Linked DNA regions of Mus musculus: region 1 is linked to region 2. Evidence: chromatin contacts called from public Hi-C data. All regions are on one chromosome and are shown on one strand. Each heading gives the region's core, a stretch centred on a gene start, on an enhancer-like site or on the middle of the called end of the contact. The rest is flanking DNA. Distances are from core to core; before and after follow the strand shown. Region 1 has its middle 42 kb from the start of Gm16998. Region 2 has its middle 63 kb from the start of Fam184a.

What was found. A called contact is a pair of places that touch in the nucleus more often than the background predicts.
Region 1: a contact with region 2 is called in a Hi-C map of uterus, with 3 times the contacts expected there. The contact joins two enhancer-like sites. A contact is called at or near these places in 1 of 484 Hi-C or Micro-C datasets (uterus) and 2 of 115 datasets of contacts at active chromatin or transcription factors (DN3 thymocytes and large pre-B cells).

The regions. Positions count from the first base shown.
Region 1 is chr10:54,115,483-54,119,828 of GRCm38.p6, reverse strand. No RefSeq gene overlaps it. Among named protein-coding and RNA genes, the nearest start is that of Gm16998, 42 kb to the right of the region's middle. Within about 2 kb of position 1,803, at least 185 of the 459 cell types and tissues checked have an H3K27ac peak or open chromatin away from gene starts, as enhancers often do. A contact at or near this core is called in DN3 thymocytes and uterus, where this site is marked.
Region 2 is chr10:53,811,397-53,815,942 of GRCm38.p6, reverse strand. No RefSeq gene overlaps it. Among named protein-coding and RNA genes, the nearest start is that of Fam184a, 63 kb to the right of the region's middle. Within about 2 kb of position 2,517, at least 34 of the 459 cell types and tissues checked have an H3K27ac peak or open chromatin away from gene starts, as enhancers often do. A contact at or near this core is called in DN3 thymocytes and uterus, where this site is marked.

The sequences.
Region 1 (4,346 bases), core at 554-3,053, 300 kb before region 2:
GGGACAAAGTAATGTGGAGGAAAGAAGCAGGGAACAGAAGCAGGCAGGCCACTTCGGATCCGAGGTCCCTGGAATTGAAAGGGTGGCCTCAAAGGCAGTGGTTCTTTGATGGTAGACTATCCCAGAACACTGCCCAATGCTGAAAGAAGGACTCCATTGAAAAGGAGTGTTTGAAATTAAGAGCAGGCTAAAAGCTAGTAAGGACGCAGATCCAGATCACAAGCAAAGCTGAGCTCTAATGTAAGAGGGGGCACTTCCTCTATAGACACAGAGAACACAGAAAGCAAGAGTAAACTTTAACTAAAGAAAAGGTTCCTCTACAAGAAGAGGAAACTCAGAGGCAGGAGCAACTTCAGGGTAGCTCTGTCAGACCAACAATGGAAAGACGGACTTCCCCACTACCACTGTATTTCCATATTCTTAATGATATAACCAACAAGGTCAGCAGTAAGGGGAAGTATAAAACAGTTCCCTTGAGAATGGCTTTATTAAAGCAAACACTGTCAGGCAATGCCAAGAATCTGTTTAAAGACATTAAGTAGGGTGATAAATGTATTTAATGTAACAATTAAGCAGTCAGGATATCAATTTTTCTTCATCCATCCATAATTGCTAAGATGTAGATCAAGATTCTAGCCTAACTCTATAAGAACTAAAGTTCCAGTAGGGAAGAAGAGGGTAAAAAACTATTTGATAGGTGAATAAAGGAGCTGAGAGCATCTACAAGAATGAGAGTTGTGACTTGAAGACAAAACAATCTTCCAAACAGGGGACTGATAGAGACGGCAGATAATGAACTGTTGGTGGCATTACAGGATGTAGTGGGCATCTCAGTGACAATGATAATAATGACAAGGTGAGCTAGGCTGCAAAGTGGGAGTGCAGTGGAACTCTGAAACTTTAGGGGTAGTGAGTGAATAAGACAATGAGAAGAAGTTGCAAAGAACAAGACAAAGCAAGAAAGAGAACGAGACATTGTAGAATAGAATAGCTCAGGAATGCTTACAAAGAATTTGCTCCTGACCTGTAAAGCAGAGACCCCTTAACAGATACCAGAGGAATGTTGTCTGGTCCTACTTGATGACTAACGGTAGGAATTCCACAGCTAGACTTCCAGGGCTTACAGCCCATATTTCCCCCTTTTCACAAGGCCCTCAGGAACAACAGTACCAGTAAATGACCAGCACTTCACATGTACTGAAAGCTCACAACAAAGCAAGTAGTTACACTCTCTTCTGCTCATGTTACACACGTAAGAATGAGTTTCCTAGTTTTCATAAACCTCGAACAGATGTGATAAGAGTAGTTCCTACCATACAATGTGGTTTTGAGTTTTCAAAGGAACAGTGTATTTTAAAAAAATGATTAACACATTGCCTGCCTCAGAAGCAATGTTCAATGTTCAATGTTCAAATGCTAGCTGAGGTATTAGATTAGAGTGCAAGGGTCAGCCTCAAAGGAACAGGACTTTTGTGAGCAGGAATGATGATGTGGAAGCAACATTAGAAGGGTTGGGAATCCTCACTCCACTTAGAAAGCATGGAATGAGAAATAAAGAAATAAAGGTTTATAAACTATCATGTTTTAAAAAGAAAACATTCTGGCTGAAATCCATCAGGAATTCTAGGAAAGAAACTAGAGAAACAATGTCCTGTTTGCTGCTCTAGAGCCAGGTGCAGACTAACAAGTGAGAGAGGAAGGACACTGAGAACAAAATATGTAGAGGAGAGCAGACTAGGTGGAGAGTCACCAGGGTCTCCTCACACCCTCACGTACTTGACAGGCTGCCTATGTATGCGTGTTCACCCTCAAGGAAGCTGTGACTCATTCAGTGGCCATGACTTCAGCAGTTGCTTAGGGAGGAAGATCAACTCGGAGAAACAGGAAACAGATGGCCCAGTTTCAGAAACAGAGTAAGTGTTCATGTGGTGGCTCATGATCATCTGTAACTCAGTTCCAGGGAACTGGATGACCTCTTCTGATTTCCAGGCAAGATTTGCCTCCACTAAAAAGGCTGCAGATGGAGCCTTTACAGTTGACTTATGGTGATGCCTAAGATCTCCGTGCTAGTGGAGAATTACCTCATTAATTATTATGAGCATAAATCAAACCATAGAAGTATTAAGATTGTGAAAAAGCTTAATATTAAAACAGTGATGTAATCAACAGTCAAGCTGAAATATGTCAGAACCCTCAAAGATGCTTATTATGGTAACATAATGGTTATATTGAGAAGAATTCACAAACACACACACACACACACACACACACACACACACACACCTTCCTGCTTCTCATTTGTTCCTTTTGAAAGTATGGTAGAGTTTTCCAAGAATTATTGAATGGAGATGTTCCTTCAAAGCCATGCACACATTGCTTTATGGTGAAATAAAAGAATTTTCTTAAGTAAAGAGTAGCCATATTATCCAATACCCACATAAGATGTGATTCTTCTATTCAAGAATTTGTGGGCTGTAGAGATAACTTGAAACTTAAGAGTTATTGCTCTTTCAGAGGACCCAGGTTCAGTTCCCAGTACCCCCATGATGGCTCACAACTGTCTACCTCTAGTTCCAATGGATTCGATGCCCTCTTCTCACTGCTGCAGGCACACATTTGATGCATATACATACATGCAGGCAAAACACTCACACACATGAAATGAAATAAATTAAAAAAAAAAAACATACAGAGAAACCTCCCAATTTTAAACGGCGGCTACAAGCCATCAGCAATGACTTATAAACCATTTTCTCTGAAATCATATTAAACATTAGAACACGAGGCACTAGTACTTTGGCAGTTTTCTAACTGATTACTACAACGCCACAAACAGGGTCTCTTTCCTCAGACTGGCTGAGAAAACTCAAACCTGGGAAGTAAATTTGAGTTAAGAAGGGCAGTGAGGCAAGAGTATAGATAAAAGAATGAGAAGGAACTGACTCAGCAATTGGTAAGCCTTGCTTCTGAGTGTATCTATGAGGATTTCCAGAGGTTCCTATGCAGGAGGGATGGAGAGATGTCTCAGCTCTTAAGAGTGCATGACTCTTATAGAGAAACTGGACTTGTTTTTAAACCTTATGTGGTAGCTCACATTCACCTGTAAATGAGTGCCAGGGGATTGAATGGACTCTTCTGACCTCCATGGGTACTACATGTAGGGGGGCAGATACATACTTGCAGGGAGAACACCATTCCTACACATAAAATAAAATGAATAAATCGGGGGATGGGGCAGTCAAAAGATTTGTTACAAAAAGTAAACATTTAGAAACATTACCCCACTGAAAATGCTTTAATAAGCTATATTGCTTCAAGAGTAATTATCAGCTGTTACATCACATCTTTTTGTTTGTTTGTTTGTTTGTTTGTTTGTTTGTTTGTTTGTTTGAGACAGGGTTTCTCTGTGTAGCTCTGGCTGTCCTGGAACTCACTTTGTAGACCAGGCTGGCCTCGAAATCAGAAATCTGCCTGCCTCTGCCTCCTGAGTGCTGGGATTAAAGGCGTGTGCCACCACGCCCGGCTACAGTACATCTATTAATGATGTTGATAGACTTGCATGTTTGACATTCCAAGATCTGAAATATGTGTGGCTAGGAAATATAGCTGTACTTTATAAAGTATGTTCTGATCCTAAAATTCTGTACTTAGAAAATTCTACTTTCAATACCTGCCAGAAGGGAAATTACAAATCATTTTCACAATTGATTCTGTCTTCTGGCTAACAAAATTGAATGCTTTACTAACTCACAATACGAAGAGAATAGGATGTCAGAGTTCTTTCTCCAACTCTAACACAACAGATAATTTTCTAACCATCTTTATTTACTCCTTTTCCATTTATTGAACACCAACCATTCTATCAGTTGCTGTGTTTTTAGTCTCAGGAATCAGAGATAAAGATCTCAGCATCTTAGGTGCTAAAGGGAGGGGATCCCTTTAACTTAAAGGAAAAAGACAATGAGAGCCAAGCACGGGTTTGAAAATAAACTCACAAGCAAAACAACAAAGCAAATATTTTTCTGAGGAGCTATTGGTTGTCCAGGTTGTGGTATGAAGGAGACACAGACTGTGAAGAGAATATACAAAGACACAGAAGGTAAGGACTGGCCCTTCTATCAGCTGAAACTGTTTAAGTGCAGTTTGAGTGAAATCTTCAAGAAATAAATGCCAGATATTGTCAGTGGAGTACAATTATATGAAACTTTTCAAAGTGTCAAATGACTAAGAGTTGGTTTGCTTCCCCCTTTAAGTTCTGTTTTTATATTATGTGTAATGAATGGTTTATCTATATGTATGCATATGCACCACATATGTGCCTAGTGCCCATAGAAATCAGGAGGTAT
Region 2 (4,546 bases), core at 1,268-3,767:
GTCTTGGAGAGATCAGGAATTCATGGCACATACTTAAACATAATAAAAGCAATATATAAGAAACAAATAGCCAACATTACATTAAATGGAAAGAAATTAGAAGCAATCTCACTAAGATCAGGGACAAGACAAGGATGTCCATTCTCTTCTTATCTATTTAATATAGTACTTGAAATTCTAGCTAGAGCTAGACAGATAAAAAAAAATCAAGGGAAAAGAAATTGGAAAGGAGAAGTCAAAGTAACACTATTTGCAGATGATATGATAGCAAACATAAATGACCCCTAAAATTCCACCAGAGAACTCCAACAGCTGGTAAACAACTTCAGCAAAGTGGTGGGATATAAAATTGACTCAAACAAACCAGTGGTCTTCCTTTATACAAATGATAAACCTGCTGAGAAAGAAATTAGGGAAATAACAAACGTCACAATAACCACAAAGTAGTACAAAATACCTTGGTGTAACTCTTACCAAGCAAGTGTAAGATCTATATGGCAAGAACTTCAAATCCCTGAAGAAAGAAAGAAGACCTCAGAAGATGGAACGATCTACCATGCTCATGGATTGGTAGGATTAACGTAGTGGAAAGGGCCATCTTACCAAAAGCAATCTACAGATTCAACACAATCCCCATCAAAATTCCAACACAATTCTTCATAGACATAGAAAGAGCAATTCTCAAATTCATATGTAAAAACAAAAAATCCAAAATAGCAAAAACAATTCTCAACAGTATAAAAATTTCTGAGGGAATCACCATCCCTGATCTCAAGCTGTTCTACAAAGCAATAGTGATAAAGACCTCATGGCATTGATACAGAGAGGTCAATCAATGGACTAGAATCTAAGACCCAGAAATGAACCCACACACCTACAGACACTTGATCTTTGACAAAGAAGCCAAAAACATAAAGTTGTAAAAAGAAAGCATCTTCAACAAATGGTGGTCTAACTGGAGTTTTGTATGTAAGTGAATGAAAATAGATGCATATTTATCATCTTGCACAAAGCTCAAATCAAAGTGTATCAAGAACCTCAACATAAAGCCACACACACTGAGTCTAATAGAAGAGAAAGTGGGAAAGAGCCTTGACTCATTGGCACAGGAGGAAATTTCCTGAACAGAACACCATTGGCCCAGACTTTAAGATCAACAATAGATAAATGTGACCTCCTGAAACTGAAAAGTTTCTGTAAGGCAAATGACACTGTCAATAGGACAAATTGGCAGCCTAGCGATTGGGGGGGGGGGGGGAATCTTCATTAATCCTATATCCAATAGAGGACTAATATCCAAAATATATAAAAACTAAAAAGGTTAACCTCCAAAAACCAAATAACCCAACTAAAAAAAAATAGGGTATAAAGAATTAGCAACAAAGGATCTTAAATGACTGAGAAGCACTTAAAGAAATGTTCAAAGCCCTTAGTCATCACAGAAATGCAAATCCAAATGACTCGGAGATTCTACCTTACACCAATCAGAATGGCTAAGATCAAAAACTCAAGTGACTGTACATGCTGACACAGATTTCAGAAAGAGGAACTCTTCTCCATTGCTGGTGGGATTTCCATCTGGTACAACCACTCTGGAAATCAATCTGTCAGTTTCTCAGAAAATTGGACATAGTTCTACCTAAAGACCCAGCTAAACCACTCCTGGACATATATATACCCAAAAAGATGCTCCAGTATACTGCAAAGACACATGTTCCACTATGTTCATAGCAGCCTTATATGTAATAGCCAGAAGCTAGAAACAATCTAGATGTCCCTCAACTGAAAAATGGATACAGAAAGTGTGATTCATTTACATAGTGGAATACTATGCAGCTATTTAGAATGAGCACATAATGAATTTTGCAGGCAAATGAATGGAATTAGAAAATATCATCCTCAGTAAGATAACCCAGACCCAAAAGGACATGCATGGTATATATTCACTGATACGTGGATATTAGCAAAAAAGTACATAATACCCAGAATATAACCACAGACCATAAGAGTTATCAAACAGAAAGACCCAAGTGAGGATGCTTCAATCTCACTTAGAAGATGTAACAAAATAATTATAGGAAGCAATTATAGGAAGCAGAGGGAGGGAAGGATGTGGGTAGGCAAGGGGAGGGGAAGGGAAAATAGGGAACAGGATCAGGTCTGGGAGGCACAGGAGAGAAGCCCAACGAAACTCAGAAGGCCAGAAGAATTAACAAAAATAAGTAGCCTATGTGGGTGGGAGGTGGGGTGCCCTCTAGAAAACCACAGAGACCTGGGAGGAAAGAGACTCTACACATAGAGATAGCCCAATGTTTCCTAAACTAGAGAGGGGGCAGAGGGAGAGAGAGAAAAATTTTATCATCAAATAAACCTTTTCATAAATCAATATCTCCATTTTTTTCCTGCCTTTTCCAGGAATTGAATGTGTTAAGCCCTCCCTTGTGACAATCCTGTAACCTCTTTTCTTCATGTAATTCCAGTTCTTGTCTCTGGGCCAGTTTGCCAGATGTATCTGACATGATGGAAACATCTGTGGTCCGTGGCAGCTGGATTGAGGGCATTTATTTTTGTTCCCTGCATAGGATACTGCAGAACTCATTAGATCTCCTGTAAATTTCTTGTTTCAGGAACAGCACCCCGTTTTCTGATTTTAGGTGCTCCCTAAATTTTGACTTGTGGAGCTGGAAGTATTCCTCAAAAGATAGTTTTGGATTTTCCTCCAAGTAAATCACATGGATTCTAAATAATAGTTGGAGTTGTTCAATCGGAAAAACACATGACTCATATTCTAAATCCTGACAGTCTCCAGGTGTCTGTGGTTACTCTGAGCCTCTGTGAGCATTTGTTCTTACATCCTGCTTTACAGAGTTAATGTTCAGTTGCTTCCATCCTTGTTGGGCTTCCTGTTTGCCTGGCAGAGTGGGTTTTACCAAGAACTAAAGCTCCACTAAGGTTCATCCAGGCTTCATCCCCAGTGCCCTGGGTTGTATGGACCATAATCAGGACCTAGAAATCTAGTTGGGGTTTTTTGTTTGTTTGTTTGTGTGTTTGTTTTTTAACCCTTTTCTGTTTAAATTATTTCTATAAACACAAAATTTTTTCTAAAAATAGTTAAATTTTAGTAGAATACGTTATAAAACAGAAAGTCCTCTCCGGGTGTTTTTGAGAACCCCTGCGAACTTCTCCATCGCTGACAACAAATAATTCGCTTGGCTGCAATGTCTAGTCCCTTTGGTTCCCTCTAGTGGAGAAGAATAAAATGCACTTTCTACACTTGAAACCATTAAGTGTGAAATTGGATTAAAGCACAAAGAAACAGTGAATATTCCAAAAAAAGCAATGCGCTTCCCAGAAAAATTACTCTGAACCTAGGATTAGTGGGAAAGTCTTCCCTATCAGCTTTCTCAGAAGACGCTACGAATGTAAGCCATGGGCTGAACTGGCACCGATGTCCCACATAGATCGCTATCTGCCCAGCCTGAGTGGCATCAGTAACTGTATTTTCCGAGCATGGAGCAAAGGAGATCTTCGAATACATTGCATTTTATGTTGAATCCATATCATCGGCTGTACTCGATTCATCTTCCATAGAGAAGAAAAATTGAAAGGAAATTGAATCTAGTTGAATATTTCCTGTGTTCAAGTCAAAAAACATTATGTTGTAAAAATTCTAGAGATAGCATGGTAAAAGGACTAAGGGTATGGGAATGGCTGCCTGTGTTACTTACCTGATTTACCTCCAGGACTGGAATAGTTCAGCAATCTTCTGTGTGGGAGCCTTGGCCAAAATCCCTATTATCCTCGGGGATCCGTGCCAACCCTTCTGTTACAGAGGCTGGCAGCTCAGGGATGCCTGAGGAGACAGCAGCAATAGCCGAGGGCCTCTGAGTACTTCCCATGGGCTATGGAAGGCCAGCCTCGGAATCAGCCACTGGATTTCGAGCTAAAGCTCTTCATTAGCAGAGAAGGAAACAAGGCACCGGGAAACATGTGTTTTGCTTGAGAAGTCTATTCCCAGTGGACTACTCCATCCCAAAGGAGCAAGTATTCTGGTGTGATACGTTTGACAGACCTTGAGAATGGATGGTCAGCAAGTAGCACAAAGAGGCAGCGTCATATTCAAGATGCAGCCTCATTCAGTGATGCACCACCTGTAATGGGAGATGTGTGCATTGCTGTTGGTACTCACTGTTGAGTCCAGCCTCTACGTCTCATTTAAATCTGTCTTCTCTCCATGACCAAAGGCGACATTCTGGTCCTGGGGTGTGGGAATCGTTTCTTGGACTCTAAAACAAGCATGTTTACTATGTTTCCCAAACTCTAGCAAGGGTAACAGTTTTACAGGCCCATTTCTTTAAGTCACTCAACCTTAAAACTTTTCAGTATAACTTGCTATGAATGTAAGGAAATAAACCTAAAGGGTAATGTTTATATATTAATAACAATATAATAAATAATAAAACATTAATATTGCATGTAAATTGTACTTGCTTTAAAAATGGAATTATTAAGAATGCCTGTGTTGGTGACTGATTAACGAACCCAG